Linked DNA regions of Mus musculus: region 1 is linked to region 2. A link is a contact called in public promoter capture Hi-C data. All regions are on one chromosome and are shown on one strand. Each heading gives the region's core, a stretch centred on a gene start, on an enhancer-like site or on the middle of the called end of the contact. The rest is flanking DNA. Distances are from core to core; before and after follow the strand shown.

The links. Capture Hi-C pulls out chosen DNA fragments and counts their contacts.
Region 1: a contact with region 2 is called in a promoter capture Hi-C map of pancreatic islet. The contact joins the promoter of Gclc here to the promoter of Fam83b in region 2. A contact is called at or near these places in 1 of 39 promoter capture datasets (embryonic stem cells), 1 of 115 datasets of contacts at active chromatin or transcription factors (extraembryonic endoderm stem cells) and 1 of 9 other capture datasets (pancreatic islet).

The regions. Positions count from the first base shown.
Region 1 is chr9:77,752,536-77,756,044 of GRCm38.p6, forward strand. It overlaps Gclc (glutamate-cysteine ligase, catalytic subunit), which reads left to right and starts at 2,000. Exons shown (of 16, transcript NM_010295.2): 1 at 2,000-2,424. The coding sequence starts at 2,275.
Region 2 is chr9:76,565,535-76,568,889 of GRCm38.p6, forward strand. Fam83b (family with sequence similarity 83, member B) reads right to left here and starts at 1,581. Exons shown (of 5, transcript NM_001045518.2): 1 at 1,530-1,581.

The DNA of each region.
Region 1 (3,509 bases), core at 750-3,249, 1.2 Mb after region 2:
ATGAAAATGTGAGGTGAGACTTTGAGAATAACCAAATCTTCTTTGGGGTACTTTACATGCAGGTAAAACAGCTTCTCTCCCCATCTCCCAATACCTGTTCTGCTCACAGAGAACCTAGGCTTATTAAACACTAGTCTATATTGAACAGTTCCCTAGAAGTACAAAATACACACACAGACGTGCGCGGGCGCACACACACACACACACACACACACACACAAACACACAGACATCACCGGTACTCTAAGGAAAGCCAGTATCCAACATATATAGTGATACAAATTCAGGCACAACACAGAGTAGTCAGGACTCAAAGGAGTGTATCAGCTGGAGAATCTGCAGCACCCAGAAAAGAAGAAAGAATGGTGGATCAGAACATAGTTAACAACCTAGCAAGGATGGTGGGGAGGACACAATAAGGTAGTGGGCAGTAAGTAGTGAAGATTGAGTGGTGGTGGTGTTAGAATGGTTTTTTAAAAGAATATTATTCCAGCTATGTGCGAGAGAGAGACAGCATCATGTCTCCTCAGTTTTAGATGCCATCTAACCTGTGCACATACTTAAATGCATTCCACTGTGCAAATCACAGCCACACTTTCAGTATCTGTGGCCCCAAGCTCTTTGATGGCCTCATTCAATGAGGAAATATTCCTATCATGCATTCATCGATTAGTGTTCATTGAATGTTGTGATGAGTGTTCATTAACTATTAAATCTAAAGCAAATGTGGAAGTCCATGCCTCTAATCCCAACACTCAGGAGGCTGAGGCACGATGGCTGCCTGGAGTTCAAGGCCAGGTTGGGCTATCTAGTGAGATCTTGTCTCTAAGTAACTACATGTTGAAAATGTAGTTACAATGTGTGTGTGGGGGGGGGGAGGGTGTAATAAATGTTTTCTGCCCTCTGTACATGAATGGATCATCTAGTTACTGCATATATTTATACAGTTGCAAAACATTAATCGAATAACTATTCGGGCAAGGTACCTTCCCTTCGTTCCCACGGAATCCAGTTCCCAGAGCCTTCCGCACTCAGGGTAAAGCTCTCCTGAGCAATAGAATGACCACCGCTGGATGGACCTTCGGTTCTGAAGGTGGGGAAACTTCTGAAGAAACTTCTCACACTGCACACTTGGAGACAAGACAAGACAAGACCTCTTTTGCACAGTGAGTGATCTCTGTGCCGACCAGAGATCCCATTGGCAAATAGTTAACGTACAGGGTTTACAATGATGATATACATATATCTAATCCCTGCCCATACATGGACGCATGTAAATAACCAGCAATCAACTCTATGCATATCCATGCCATGTGGAGTCGTACAACATTTATTAAAAAGTATTACTCAGCCAGGCAGTGGTGGCACATGCCTTTAATCCCAACACTTGGGAGACAGAGGCAGGCAGATTTCTGAGTTCAAGGCCAGCCTGGACTACAGAGTGAGTTCCAGGACAGCCAGGGCTACACAGAGAAACCCTGTCTCGAAAAACCACACATACACACACACGCACACACACTCACACAGTATTACTCAGCCAGGCGTGGTAGTGCACATAATTGATCCCAGCACATGGGAGGCAGGAGGATCTCTATGAGTTCGAGTCCAGCAAAGCCAGTCCAGGACAGCCAGGGCTACACAGAGAAACCCTGTCTTGAAAAACCAAGAAGAAAAAAGAAAAAAAAAAAAAGGATTACTCTTAACTTTATACCCTTTCTACCAGTACAGAGTTGAACAGATATTCAGATATTTCAGCTCTCTCTCTCTCTCTCTCTCCCTCTCCCCCCCTCCCTTTTTTTTTTTTTTTTTTTTTTTTTTTTTGACCCAGTTTTCTCTTAGGACCCAGACTTTTCAGTCCTTATTCGCAGACAGCCCCGCCCCCCCGCGGACACCCTCGGCCTCAGCCCCGCCCCCGCCCCAGGCCCCACCCACGACCTGCCGCTTCGTTCCCCGCCCCCGCCGCAGCCTATAAAATCTGGAGCGCGGCGCACGGAGCGGCAGGCGCGGAACTGGGCATGCTCTGTGTCGCCGCAGCTTTGGGTCGCAAGTAGGAAGCCCGTGCACGACACCGGCGGCGCCGAGTGGAGCGCTGCCGCGGCGGCCAGGGCCGCAGGGCCGGCGTGGGAGCGCGAGACCGGGCGGCGGCGAGAGACCCCGACCCGGGCTGTCAACCGCGCGGCGGGGTCCGAGCCGGAGCGGGAACGGACGGGACGCCCGCCGCGCGGCCCGAGGGCGCCCCCAGAGCGGAGCTGCGGCCGGGAGGAGGACGCGGCCATGGGGCTGCTGTCCCAAGGCTCGCCACTGAGCTGGGAAGAGACCCAGCGCCACGCCGACCACGTGCGGAGGCACGGCATCCTCCAGTTCCTGCACATCTACCACGCAGTCAAGGACCGGCACAAGGACGTGCTCAAGTGGGGTGACGAGGTGAGCCCGCGCGCCTTTGTTCGGCCAGGCCGCCCGCGGCCCCGCCACCGGCCCGGGCTCGGCGCTGGCCACTCGGGCTCATTCATTCCTGTCGGGAGGCAAGCCGCTCGGACACAGGGAGGGCCTGAGCGGGAGGAGTGTGAATATCTGCCTCCCGGCGTCCGGTCGCACTGTTCGCCTTGGAGATGAGTGTGTACAGGACCGACTTGCCCGGCTGGCTTGCTATCACGTTTCAAATCTCCAGGGTGTTTGCTTCGGCCCTCGGTTTTCTCTAGCTCTTTTTCTTAAACGCCTGACACATCTCACATCTGTCCGCAAACTTTAGAGTTATACATTGCAACAAATACATTGCTAGACCTAAGGACTTGGGGTTGTCTTCCTAAAAGACGGGAGACTTCATTATCCGGTTTAACTGTAAATGCTTACAACTTAGAGGTTAGGTAAGACTGGTTAGAGCCAGCAGCTAAGCGTTACCAGTCAATGCTAAAACTTGTGCATGATCTCTGGGACCCATTTGTTCGAACCATCTGAAAGCGGCAACGCTAAAAACATTTTTTTGTGTGTGCATCCCCTATTTTTAAATAAGCACATTGATAAAAAGATACATAAAGTTAAATAACCTCTTGAGTCTGACCTTTATTGTGTGGGGTTGGCATTTACGGCAGATAGCGTGCCACTCCTGTATGTATTTATCGTTTAGTATTATCCTTGGGCTAAGTTTCAAAGTGTTGCTGTACCGGCATAGACTAGCTTGCGAAAAGTTAGTTTTTCTGTATCTAATGTTGGTAGATGATTCTGCCATCTGCAGCTGAAAGAATTATGCTTGGCCTAAGGAAGTATTAGGACTAATATATATTCCTACAAAAAAAATTGTCTATCACCACATTTTCTTTCAGGAAAGGGACACACTCGTTTGGCAGTTCTCCAGTTTTAGTCCAAAGTTTGTTGTGTATTTACATTTGACAGTTCTTCATTTGTGTTCCGTGTATCATATACAGGGCAGGGATATTATGGGTTTTATCCACTTGTTTTTCCTAGGGCCTAACTAGGAAATATATATAGTTGGCAGCAGCAAATTGTGGCGT
Region 2 (3,355 bases), core at 331-2,830:
AAATATTCTCAATAAACAAGCATGACTATACACTGTAAGGCATGTGTGACAACTACAGGAAGCGACCAACAGATAATTAGCTAATAATTAATTATTGTAATTATATTTTAAAATAATTACAATTAACAATTAATCGTTATACATATGTACATAGATTACTTATTCCACCCCAAGAATGTTGCCAGTTAAGAAGTAAACTCAAAAGCATAATCGCAGAGACATCACTGAGTCAGCACCAGGGGTGTGGTTTGTCTCTGCATCTGTGCAATCCCTTTCACCAACTCTTCAACTGAGCTACTTCCCACAGTAAATTCTGAGCAGCTGCAGTCTCCACCTGCCAGGCTTAAAAAGGAGATCCACCCATCCCCTCAGGCAGGCTCTGCAGGCTGCACCAAACACCCTTGGTAGAAGCATACATCCCTAATGTCCCAGTCCCAAAAGCAAAGGGGTGGAATTAGCAATCTGATGGTGTAGGGACAGCTAGCTACTGTGCTTGGAACTAAGAGTGACAGTAAGTAGAAGACTGACAGATCTCCGCCCCACTTTGCAATCATCATTGGTTCTTTACTTTGGAAAACTCCAAGCTGTTTTCTCTCCTAAGCTCCTCTCATCATCTTCCTCCTTTCCCTGTGGCTTGTCAGCTCTGATTCAGCATCAGTCAGATGTCCTTGGGCCCTTGGGCTTGTTGGGATGAGAAAGGGAAAGAAGGGAGGTGCCTGCCAGTAACCTGGATTTAGGAGGTTGAGTCTGAAAATGGACTGTGGGAAATTATAATCTCGCTTCAACTGCTTGCAACCAGCATGTCTTCTTGTCTCTTGATATGTATTTATTTAGTCTCCACCTCTAGATCAGAGAGACCTTGTAATCTGTAGCCTTATCACACTAACCATAGCCAAAGGGCCGCCGGCATTCCCATAACCTCCCATCTGTCCTAAAAAGCACTATTGTCTTTTTACACACTCATGATCCCAGCAGTAAACACAAGCTCTCCGCTCCCTCGCTCACAGGAAACCCATCAGACAGAACAGGCTTGAAGTCTCCAAGACCCTTCCAGAAGCCACCTCTGTGCTTAAGGTCACAACCTACAGGGGCGGATTCCCAAGGGATCAGAACCATCTGGAGAGCTCAGTGAGGTCACAGACCCAAGGCACCCCAACTGTAATTAATCATCCAGCAGAGAGAAAGTGGATCATAGAAAAACTCTTCCTCTTCAACTTCTGCTTGGTCTTTGAGCTCTCTCTGCAGCCGAGCTCTGGGCTTCCTGGTAACCCAGACCCGTCCATTTCCACCCTCTTCCCTCGCTCTCCCCAGACCCTCTTCCACCTAATCTTCTCTGAGGGTCCTTCTCGCCAGCAGGAAATTCATCAAGCGATCCTGGGGGGGGCGGCGCCTGTTCTCTAGACCGCACCTCCAAAGTCAGAGACATCACTTTCAAAACTTTGTAACTCCCTCTCCCCAAGTCCAAGGAAGAGTCCTGGAGCGCAGCCCCGCACTCTGCAGGCCCCGTCCGGTCCCCGTGCTCCACTCACCCGCCGCCACTGCTGCCGCCGCCGCCGCTGCGAAGGTGGCGCCCAGGAAGCTGGGAGGAGGGAGGCGCACCTGCGCGGGCGGCGGGCGGGAGCTGGCCGCACCTCCCGGGCGGTGCCGAGCGTGTCACCAGGGGGCGGCGAGTTGCAACAGGTCCCGATTCTCTACACAGAGTAGCACACACGGCCCAGCGCCCTGTCTGAACTCAAAATCCCAGCCCTGCACACAGCACTCTTTCTTTTCCTCCTCGCCCGCCGGGCTGGGACGCTGGAGCAAGTCTGGACACCTGCGCGCTGCGAGCAGGGACCCGGAAAAGCCAAGCACACCTGGGAAGAAGGTGGACCTTTGAGCTGGACAGGGGTGCTTTCCGCCTGGCTCTTGGGCTCCAGGATGCACTCTGGAGCCCCAAGCTTTGGAGCAGGGCTGACCCGCAGCCCGTAGCCCACAGCCCGCAGGGCAGGCCCCCTGGCTGGTTTGGAAAAGACAGAGATTGAAAGGTAGTTGAAAGAAAGAATTTCAAAAACCAGCAGCTTGGGTATGGATTTTCGACTGTCTTGATTTACTTGGAAGGAAAGGACAGAGTTGAAAACAGGGATGTCAGCAATACAAGCAGCTCTCTCCTGGGAACAATGGAAGAAGCAGAGACTGAAATTTGATTTGTTTAATTAAATGTATTTATTCACTTTACAACCCAAATATCAGCTCTTCCTCTCCTCCCAGTGCCCCCCTCCCCTCAAGTAAGTCCTCTCCCCATTCCCCTGAGAGGGGAAGCCCCCTTCTGGGTGTCAGGCCACACTGCTGTCATCCCACCACTACCCTACCCACGCTGAACATTAAGTTGCTGCAGGACTAGGCATATCCTCTCCTATGGAGGCCAGACAAGGCTGTCCATTTAAGGGTGTGGGATCCACAGGCAGGCTGGTAGGCAACAAACAGACTAGGATAGCCCCTGTTCTCCTTGTCTGAGGGACCTGCAGGAAGAACAAACTGCTCATCTGCTACACATGTGCAGAGAGCCTAGGTCAAGCCGTGCTCACCCAGGTTAGTGATTCATTCTCTGGGAGATTCCAAGAGTCCAGGTTAGATGACACTCTGTTGGTCTTCCTGTGGGGTCCCTGTCCTCTTCGGGTCCCTCAATCTCAAATGTGGTCTGTCTACACGATGGAATACTGCTCAGCCATTAAAAACATCCTGAATTTCGCAGGCAAATGGATGGAACTAGAAAATATCTCCCTGAGTGAAGTAACCCAGACCGAAAAGGACATGCATAGTATGTAGTCACTTATAAGTGGATATTAGCCATAAAGTACAGATAACCATGCTACAATCCACAGACCCAAAGAAGCCAAAGAACAGGAGAGTTCAGGGAGTCAGTCTCAGAAGGAGAAACCAAATAGAACAAATAGATATTGGAAGTCTATGGAAGGAGGGAACTGCGTGGAAGAGGGGAGTGGGGCAGGAGGAGGATTATGTAGGAAGAGCAGAGGAGAAAGGAAATCAGCTGAGGGACAAGGGGCGGAGACAATCTCTAGGATGTGCCAGTGACCTGGGATGGGGAGAGGCTCCAGAAGGTCTAAGGGGGCAACTCTAGTTGCGATTCCTAGCAGGATATGGATCCTGAAGGGGCCACCTCCTGTAGCCAGGCAGGACTCCCAGTGGAAGGATACGGACAGTAACCCACCCACAAAGCCTTGGACCCAAAATGTGTCCTGCCTGCAAAATGTACAGGCACAAAGACAGAGCAGAGTCTAGAATGTCTAACCAATGACTGCCCCAAGCTCAGACCCATCCCATGGGCAAGAACCAATCCACGACACTTATCATTGAT